Regions from separate parts of the Mus musculus genome. Here region 2 is linked to region 1. A link is a contact called in public HiChIP or PLAC-seq data. All regions are on one chromosome and are shown on one strand. Each heading gives the region's core, a stretch centred on a gene start, on an enhancer-like site or on the middle of the called end of the contact. The rest is flanking DNA. Distances are from core to core; before and after follow the strand shown. Region 1 overlaps Scimp (SLP adaptor and CSK interacting membrane protein). Region 2 overlaps Mink1 (misshapen-like kinase 1 (zebrafish)).

Region 1 (5,140 bases), core at 2,201-4,700:
ACAGTGTTCTTAACAGAAGTGCTCTGAGTGGGTGAACCCGAGGGTTGTTGCTGGGAAAACAGAAACCAAAACTTTACTAGGAAAGCCATTACTCACTTCTCTTTTCCAACCCAAGGTCAATTACCTCAGGCAAGGCCATCTCATTCTGGGACAGCCTCTATACATAAAGCCCCCATGTTAGATTCCAAGCTCTTCTGAAGCCTGCAACTCTCCTCCCGGGGTCCCTGTCCCCTTAAGACTGACAAGGCTTTTCTCACTGGAGGATGTTCTCTAACCTTGCAGTTTGGTTTCCAAAATAAACTTTCCTATTCATGGGGTGGTCTAGTTCAGTGGTTCTACTAACTCACAGTTTGTATGCCCAAGATTACATGTGTTGAAATATCATCCCCCAAATGGCAATGTTAAGGCATAGAACCTATGCTCTTACGAATGGGATTAATGCCCTTATAATAGAAGCCCTGGAAAGCTGCCTTCCACACCCAGCATGTGAGGGCAAGGCAGACAGGCAGCATCTTTGAAGCAGAGTGAGTACTCTCACCAGACACTGAGTCTGACACACCTTGCTCTTGGATTCCCTGACTTCTGTGATGTTGAACAATAGATTTCTGTTGTTCCTAAAGTAACTGGGGCTATATTTTGAGTGTACCCCAAAGGTCTACGTATGTATTACAGGCTTGCTCCCCAGGATGGTGCTTTTGGGAGGGGATGTAGTCTTTAAGTGGTGCAGCCAAGTGAGAACTCCTTAGGTTATTCTGGGGAGGGTGTCATCAAATGGATTAGGGAGCCTCTGACTCCTTTGTTTTTTTCTTCACCTCTTGGCCATTTAGTGCATGACTTTGCTTCAGCCTTCCCCCCTCCCGCTATGATGTACGCTCACTTTCCTTCAGGTCTAAAGCAACTGGGTCAAACCAGTCATGAACCGGAACCTCCAATGACCGAGAACCAAAATAAACTTTTTATCTTGACAAGTGTTTAGCTCAGGTATTTTGTTACAGTGATAGAAACCTGAGTAACACACACATAAGTCACCTTCTTACGGCTGCCCAGAGACTCAGACAAAATATGGTGCCGAGAAATGATGAGCTGTGCTTACCAAAGAATGTGGAAGTGTTTTGAAATACATGTTGGACAAAAACTGAATTACTGTTCACAGACCCTAAAGGGAAGTTCCCTGTATGGGCTCAGAAGAGACGAGTTACGGAGAAATCTCACACACCACGTGAGAGGCAATGGACAGGACAGCAGCGGAAAGAGGAACATCAAAGGGTATTCTGGTGGCTTCTCAGCTGGAAATGGGAAACAAGGAGCCTGGAAAGCAGAGGAAGGGCGAGCCCGTTATAAAGCCCATTCGTGTCTTGGCATTTTCGGAGGTTCTGAGCATTGATGAGGCCAGTTGGCGGATGGAGAGGAAAGTCCTGTGTGTTTGGCACTCTATCTTGACTGCTTGTAGAAAATGTAAAACAAACAAACAAACAAACAAAAACAGAAAAACAGAAGCAGAATTTAAAAGCCCGGAACATTCTCAGTCTATCCATATTGTAAAGAAAGAAAAAGCAAGTTCAGAAAACATCGAAGAGCCAGCCAGGGGACTGCTGATAGGAGGTTCACTCGGCTACTTGCTTAGGACACGGGGATACAACACAGAAGAAATCTTGAAGATCTTGGGACCCTTCCCAGACCAGAGTGGTTAAGCCCTGGGGGGTTAAATGGTTTCTGAGCTCTGTTTCCTGTATTATGATTCAGGGCTCTGTAGCCACCCAAGCAGAGGTTTAAGCTGTGGTCCAAGGCACAGCTCTGGCCACCAAATGGTACACCACGGATGCCTGCAAAGTGTCATTCCCCATGAATGGGAAGTGTAGTGTCTGTGGGCAAGAGTCCTTCCACCTCAGTTTCCAATGATGCCCCAGAGATATCCTCAAGGCCAGGCAGAGGAGCTGCATCAGGGAATGGATATCAGAGTGTCCTGTCTAAGGTACAGCCCAACACAGCCATGTAGAGAGAGAGGCCTTCCCAAGACTCCAGAATTGTACAGACACCAGTAGCTGCCTGAAAGACCAGTATATCCTACAAAGCCAAAGAGCTATAGAAGAATAGGAAGAACTCTTAACCATGGAGCCATCTCCCCAGTCCCTTAATTTTGTTTGTTTCATAAAGAAGACCAGACTGCAACTATTACCAAGGGCGCACCATGGAGGTACTGGAGAGATGACTCAGCAGTTATGAGCACTGACTTCCAGAGGTTCCGAGTTCAATCCCCACCAGCCACATGGAGGTCCACAGCTGTCTGTAGCTCCAGTCCCAGGGGACCTAACGCTGTCTTCTGAAGACACTGCACACATATGGTATGCATGCAGGCAAAACATCCATACATACAAAATAGATATAATTTTTAAAAAGGAGAAAACTATGGTTCTGTGATTTGAGGCATGAGTTTTCAAAACTGTTGAGGCAGCCATCCATGATCTGTTTCAAAATGATATGTCAGCACTATTGTGGTTACCATAGTTATCCAGGGAGTGAGCTCAGGATGGGCCCTACCTTCTTATTTCTGGACTCTTTTAAATCAGTGACTATGTAGCTGGTCACTTGGCTTGGGCTCTGCTGTGTGACTAGAATATACACTAAGGTCCTATGACGTCTTGATATGGTTAATGTTGTCACACAGATTGGCAGTAGAAAGCACAGTCTTAGTACATGAGCCTAGCTCAACTCACAACAAATTTATAAATGTCCAAAAACTTTTATTCTACTTTTTTGCTGGCAAATAAACTGGTTGTTATATTTCCCTGTGTGTTTGGCATTCAAAAATATATTTATTAAGTGCCTTCTGTGTGCGGGGGCTTATTATGGACACTGGGAAAATAGAAGCTCTCCCTTAAGGAGCCTCATATTCACATGGCTGCAACCCGGACTCATTTGAGAGAACAGCTTGAGAAAGGGTCTATCTCAGCTTGTGGTTCCAGTGAGTTCAGTTCATGGCTACCTGGCTTGTGTTTCTGGGCCCGTTGTGAGGCAGAACACGGAGGCCGTCTGAGTGCATAGGAGAAGTTTCTTCAGCACAGGGTAGCTAGGAAGCAGAAGGAAAGAGAGAAACAGACAAGAGAACCCCCAGGGCAGGACACAGCCCTTGACACACCCTGGCTACCGACTTCCTCCTGTTAGACCTCACCTTTTAATGTTTCTAGGCCCTCCCAAAATAGAACCACTAGCTGGACAACACATATCAACACATGGGCCTCCCAGTATAGGGAGAACAGAAAGTTTAGGGCCTGGAATTCATTCATTCATTCATCCATTCATTCATTCGATCATTGAGCATACTTACTGACCATCCTCAGCATGCTAGGAACAGGGAAAACAAGGAAGAAGAGAAGGCCTGTCTCTGCACTGGTGTTGCCTTTGTTCAACTGGAAATGAAAGTCACATGAGCAGATCGTTCCGGATATAAGAGTTATGAAGGGGAAGCACCTACAAAGGCCACCACCACATCGGGCCGGTGAGGAAAGCACAGTGCCTAAGATGCAAAGGAGGGGAGGAATATTGCGTATAGCAGGGACAAGAGAGACCACAGCAAAGGTACTTACAAGTAGAGGAAAAACACTGGGGAACATGGAGGTTGCCAGGAGGAGGTAGTGTGTGAAAAGTTAGCCAGTAATAAAATCCTGACAAATCTTGTAAGCCATATTTAAGAGTTTGGCCTCTGTCTGAGGCTAATAGGTAAAGATGAGCTTTTAGCAATGGGAAGAAGTATTCGGTTGCTCACTTTCAAAAATCACCAGCTGCCAATCAGTGTTTTGGAGTCTGAAATACCAGAGGCAGGACACTGGTTAGAGGTTCTTAAAGTTCTCTTTGGGAAGTGCTGGCCATGGGCTGACTGACCTCAGAGTGATGGAGACAGAGCTGATCTGACTGAGGCACAGTCAACAGGAGGTGGGGACACTGGCAATAAAGGATGCAAGAAAGGACCTAACTTCTGCCCTTAGCAAGGGAGGAAGTAATCTAGCACGAGAAGTCAGGGGTGGGGATGTGTCATCAGTTATCCATGGAATATGTTGAATTTGAGGATCCCGTGGGATAATCAGATGGAGGTGTCCTGCGGGCTCTGCAACCTGGAACTGGAAAAGAGGGGTTGAACTGGAGCCTGTGGTTGGGAAGTTGCTAGGGTAAAGGGGATGCTGAGCCCTGTGGTATTGGCAACATCACTCAGCAATGCTGAGAGGGAAAGAGGAAACAACAGCACCCCAGGAAAGATAGGATGGAAAAGTAAGGAATGACCACTAAAGATGTGATAGTGAAAGCTACAGAAGGGGCATTAAGCTCTGAACTCTCGTCTTGAGTACCCTGCTGGAGGGTGCTGGCTGGACACTTCCTGGGGCAATCTACTCTTCCTGGCACAGCCAACATACCCACTGCCAAAGAAAAGCTAGCTGGGGGCAGAAGTCAGAAGGCCACTTGAGTCCTCTGTTGATCATTAGAAATGGTGTCTGAAAACACAGGAAATAAACTTGTGTCAGAACTTGACTCTTTGATGGGTTTGGTCCACATTCTATAAATATCCTGGGGGTTGAGGTGTGAGTGGGTGGGGCAGCGTCACTTTCTCACCTTACAGACTCAAAGTGTCTGCGCATCACAAGAGCCCTCAGCTATAAAGACAAGTCATGGCTTCTAGGAGGTTCAGGGGTGGGTGGGGCCTGAGAGAAGGGAGACAGGCATCCTTAAGGTGTGGCCTACATAGGGATTGAGAGCTGGGAGGCTCCACACAATCAAACACCAAGACTATGATCCCTAGCAGTCTCTCAGCTTAGGGGTCTCAACCCCCTTAGGGGTCAAATATCAGATACCCTGAATATCAGATATTTACATTACAATTCGTAACAGTAGCAAAATTACAAGTATGAAGTAGCAACAAAATAATTTTATGGTTGAGGATCACCACAAATAAGGAATTGTATTGAAGGATCCCTGCATTAGGAAGGTTGAGAGTCACTGCCTTACAGCTACATTCACCCAGGGAACGAAAGAAAATGTTGAGAAATGAGTCAGTTCTCACAGGCCCAGTGGTCTGCACTAAGGAAACTTCCTCCACAAAGGTGCCAAGGCCACATCCTCAGAATCTTGGGGTAGAGCTTCTGCAGTGTCA
Region 2 (5,004 bases), core at 2,274-4,773, 200 kb before region 1:
GACTCCTTTGGGGTGGGGTGGTGGTGTGAGTGTGGAATGACCCTTTCACAGGGGTCGCCTAAGACCATCAGAAAGCACATGATTCTTAACAGTAGCAACATTACAGTTAAGAAGTAGCAACAAAAGTAATTTTATGGTTGGTGTCACCACAACAGGAGGAATTGTATTAAAGGGTCACAGCATTAGGAAGGCTGAGAACCACTGGGCTAGGCAGATATTCCACTTGTCAGAGCCTTGGTTTTCTCATCTGCCCAGCTCTCTACAGTTCTGAAGCACAGATGAAAACACTTTAATGACTGCACATGCTGGGTGACTGGGAGAAGGCAGCAGCCATGGGATGATAATGCAGTTCTGCTCCCCGGGGACACACCAAGTGTGTGGAGAGCTTGTTCCGTTTTAAAAACTAAGGCCTTTACTTAACTCGGGGTAAAGGCAGGATACCACCTCAGCTGCCTGCAGGATTTGCAGGATTTCCTGACCTGCATGATCAGTAGTCTCCTCCAGACTTGAGGCTAGGGGCTGGTCTCCCTGGCCTGCAGCTCTGTTTCCCCTTAGAGAGCTCTGCAGGCAGGCGGAACCTCAGAAGCAAGCTGTTTATCTTTCGGGTTTTTCAGTTTATTTTTAAATTTCTGACTGATGGTATTTATTTTTTCCTTGTCCCTTTCTCCACTTCCCCAGCTCAAAAAGGGACCATCTGTCCTTGCCTTGCCTGCGGCCATTTTAGAGCCCCATCATGCTGCTTGAGTTTTGGTTCCTTCTCTTTTGCTCCCTCCCCTACCAGCCTTCCTCATGTAGATCTCCAGTGTTGGGCCATTTCTGAAGACCCTCTAGATTGATGCAGGCAGCCACCCTGGGGTCCTTGTGAGTCTGCAAAGTCTAGGGAGCCTAGGTCTGGGGACAGTAAAACCAAAGGGTGTAATTAGGGGAGATTCCCTTACATCCTTGCGGCAGGTAGGGTGCCCCTTTGCACTGACTAGTTTCTGATGAGAATGGCATCTGTATTCATAGATGTGTTCTGTTCTAACTTGTTTCTGCTTCCGCATGTATCTGCATGTGTGTGTGCATGCGTGCATGCTCTCTACCTCCTCCTGGCTTACAGACCCAGAAGGAGCGCATTACGCCACCTCTATGTAAATACCCATCTTGCTTTCTTTTCCCTCTCCTCTACTCCTGGAGCATACTTGATTGCTACAGAAACAAAACACTTCAGAATATGGATGCATAGAAGACTGGCACTTTACAGTGTACAGTCAGAATCCACGGAGAGCTGATGACGTTTCCCAGTGTGAGAGGGAGGCCAGTAGAGTTGAGAGTCCATTTTTGACAGTGAGGAAATCTGGGGACCTGGATCTTGGAAGGCTTCATGAGAGCATAGTTTATTATAAGTGGGTGTGCTGAATACTGACAGTTTGATGAGGATTTTAGCCTTCAGAATGTTTATACACTCTCTTCTCTTCTTCAGGTTCAGGGTCATTGAAGAGGGGTCCTCTAGGGAGCCCTTCTCCATCCACTTCCTTTCCCCTAAGGATGTAACCTGTCCAGTGCTTTAGCTAGGGGCCTGCTTTCCACATTTAACCATTGGGGCTGAGAACAGGTTCTATTGCCTGCTTTCTGAGGTTGGGAGATGGAGACCCACTCAGCTCACCTGTTGAGAAGGCTGGTGTCTGTCTCTGCATTTCCTTTGGGTCCTTGGAGCTGTATGTCATCTCTGCTTAGGCATGAAGGCAGAGGTGATCTTGTGAGACTTTCTTGTATCTCCAAGCTCCCCAAAGCCCCTGGTTTCTCTCCTGCACACATGCTCATCTTGCTGTCTCTCTTTTGCACATCCTTAATTACTCCTATCTAGATGAAGGATGTGAAAGGCTGCCGTACTTTACCAGAACACTTGCCTCTCCTAACTTCTGCCTGAACTGAGAAAGGTGTGTGATCCTGGTGGCCCTTAAGTTGTTGGGAAACCCTGTTTGATGCTCCCCTGGTGGTGCTCCAGACACTCTCAATAATAGTGGTTTAAACTGGTAATCTGGTCGGGAATGGAACTGAAGGATGCATTTCAAAGTTGCATTTGCACAGTGCTCACACTTAAGTGTTAATGTTTGAAGTGGCTTTGAAGGAGCGATGAGTTTATGAGAGATCAAAAATTCCTTCCCTCAGGATATACCTACCCTCGCAGAGACTTGTGCCAGGGTGGGGAGATATCCAGGGGAACCCTGACCTGCTCTGGGGAGAAGAGGAGGGGGTTGGGGGAAGGACTGTGGGAGGGGGTGGCTGGGAGGGGGCAATGAGTGGGATGTAAAATGAATAAGTAATAAATAATAAATGTCCGTCTCCCAAGCTGTCTATTGGTGTTCTGCCACTGCCTTTATAACCCCCCAGCCCACCATGCTTTATATGGGCCTTCTAGATTACAGAAAGAGCTGAGGAAAACAGGCCCATTGTTCTCATTCAAGCAGGGATGCAGGAGCCTGCTCTAGCCTCTGAAATGGTACCAGATACACAGAGACTTCCAGGGTGAGCTGCCCAGCCTCTTGTTCATCTTAGAGCTCAAGTTTCCAATCTCTTCCTGCATAACCCCTGGTTCTTTGCTCCTCTGGTCTCTTCTGTGCTGTTGGTCATCACAGGGAACTCTGCTGGGAGTAAGGTTGGAGCGAGTCAGGGTGGGGGTTCCGGTCCTCCAGCCTCACAGCTGGCTAGCCAAGACTTGTCCGGTCCGCCCACACCCTGTGGCAGCTTTACCTCCTGGCCCAGTTCCCACGGGGCAGGGAGAGGTGAGGCACTGACTGCAGTGGCCTGCTGGGTACAGCTGAGTGAGTAATTACGGCTGGGCTTGAAGCCCACGTGAGACCAGTCCTTCTCTTGTTTCTAGTTGGCTTTCTTGTTTTGTCTTTAATGTTTCTTTCCTAAGGAATTCCTCTAGATTTTATGTTTCCAGATCTTTCTACCATGCTAGCAGCTTCTCTGGATTTAGTAATGAACCCTTACAGACAAGAATTTCTATAATTATAAGACTCCTGGATCAGCAAACAGGCTGATGTAGCATCCTATCCTATCCTATCCTGTCCTTCCCTGCACTTGCTTCCCAAGCCCTCTTAGCCTTTACAATGAATGTATCACCTGGAGCTAGCCCTCAGGCTACGTTATACAGTTTCCCAGAGGGAGAAAAAAAAGTATGTGATTTTGTTTAACAAGGTCTCACATAGCCCAGGCTGACCTTGAATGCATATAGCCAGTGATGGGCTTGAACTCATGGTCTTCCTGTCTCTGCCTCCCAGTGCTGGAACTGTGGGAGTAGACCACCGTACCCAACTCATACATAGAGTTTTACTGTCCATCCATTGTCCCAACCCCACCCTGGCCCCCTTTTGAGTAGGGGCTAACTTTGTAGATCAAGCTGGCCTTGAACTTAGATTGTTGTTGCTTGTGTCTACCTCCCTAGCGCTGGGATTCAAGGTATACAACAACATACATGGCCATATGTGGAAATGCTAACGTATGAGAGGAATGAGATGATAGATGCTTAGTCATAGAAGCACTAGTAAGAGGATGGGAGAGGCAGCCAGAGCCTGACTGTATGTGCTCACTGTACAGCAAAGTAGTTTTGCATATGCCACAAATTCAGAGCTGAAGGGAAGGCATTGCTGTTTCATTCTGGCACAAGTCTGGCCAGCCCTCATTCTGTGTATAACACCTAAGTGCTGTCTTCATCCTGTCCTTAAATGGCTCCTGTTCTACTGGGGAGGAGGAAACGTAATCCTGTGTAAGGTAGAATAGCAATGTGCTGTCCAGCTTGTTTGGTTGTAAGAGCTTACTCAGGGTAGGTCACATAAAGGGATGGCTGGTTCTGGAAGCAGCTGCATGCCTTTATACCTTAAATCCTGCCTCCACTACTTAACGGGCTGCCAGCCTTGAGCATGTTACACACCTCATGTTATGTGACAAAACTTTTAATTTACCCTCGATAGGGAGTCCACAACAGACCAAAGTACAGATACCACCAAAGTCCAACTTGGTGAACCAATGAGTTTTATTGGGGTTACTTACAGGAATATGGATGAGGGTTGCTTACAGGGACAGAAATAACTTAAGGACAGATTCATCACCAAGGCCCACCCCAGCGTTGGTGATGGCTCACAAAGCTGAGAGCCTAGAGCCCACTGCGCAGCAAGTTGGAGAGTGTCCTTTCCGAGTGACTCAGTGGATCTGACCCTCTTCCAGACAGCTAGCGTTCTGTTTTCTGGTTCTTCCAGGCAGCCTCAGAGTCTCCTTGGCAGCTTGGCTCCGTTTGTCTTTGAGGGACTCTCAGCTTTTATTCTTACTCTGGCAGGGAGGGGCTTCATGAATTTGGTCAGTTTCAGGGGACTTCCTAAAGTTATTTTGGGTTGTTTGTCTTCCTGTTTAAGGAGTTACATAACACCTTTATTGTGGCTTTTGAATTTACTGGGAAAGACCAAAGACTTAGATTCAGTTTAAATTTAAATTAAATGAATTTATTCTTACTGCTAACAGGATAGCAACCTTAGAGCCAAACAGTATGCTGAGCTAAAGGAAGTGTTTATAAAGGTGGAGCTCAAAGGTGGACTTTACAGTTATCTATGGAGTCCACAGCTGGGCAAGAAAATGGTGTTGCTCCTTCCCATTCTCTTCCCTGATATACAGTAATAAAACAACCATGCCATCCTCTAGCCGGCACAGGGGAGGTAAGTGTACATTTTTACCCAGGTCTGAGCTCTCTGGCGGAAGTGTCACTCATGACTGGGCTAGAGCAGTTTGTTAGGATTGGCTGTCACATCCCCATACCTTCACAGTCCAGATTGTCCGTGAGAATACTACAACTCTCTACTTTTCGGATGTGTCTGGGCATTACATTGGTTGCCTTGTGTAAAACAGTACAGTGCCTGTCTGTTAATATCAGCTCTTCTTGTTTATAACAAAAGTTTGCTTCCTTGCTCTGACTGGCTTTGAACTTGAGATCCTCCTGCCTCAGACTCCCAAGCGTTGGGATTGCAA

Evidence for each region. HiChIP or PLAC-seq counts read pairs in DNA pulled down with a chosen protein or histone mark.
Region 2: a contact with region 1 is called in a BATF HiChIP or PLAC-seq map of CD8 T cells, with 6 read pairs. The contact joins two enhancer-like sites. A contact is called at or near these places in 2 of 39 promoter capture datasets (liver and neutrophils), 3 of 115 datasets of contacts at active chromatin or transcription factors (CD8 T cells, bone marrow-derived macrophages and microglia) and 2 of 9 other capture datasets (adipose tissue and liver).

The regions. Positions count from the first base shown.
Region 1 is chr11:70,786,036-70,791,175 of GRCm38.p6, forward strand. It overlaps Scimp (SLP adaptor and CSK interacting membrane protein), which reads right to left. Exons shown (of 5, transcript NM_001045526.2): 5 at 4,897-5,140. Among named protein-coding and RNA genes, the nearest start is that of Scimp, 24 kb to the right of the region's middle. Within about 2 kb of position 3,451, at least 82 of the 459 cell types and tissues checked have an H3K27ac peak or open chromatin away from gene starts, as enhancers often do. A contact at or near this core is called in CD8 T cells and bone marrow-derived macrophages, where this site is marked.
Region 2 is chr11:70,582,883-70,587,886 of GRCm38.p6, forward strand. The region is part of intron 1 of Mink1 (misshapen-like kinase 1 (zebrafish)); the gene reads left to right. Among named protein-coding and RNA genes, the nearest start is that of Gm51905, 16 kb to the right of the region's middle. Within about 2 kb of position 3,524, at least 174 of the 459 cell types and tissues checked have an H3K27ac peak or open chromatin away from gene starts, as enhancers often do. A contact at or near this core is called in CD8 T cells and bone marrow-derived macrophages, where this site is marked.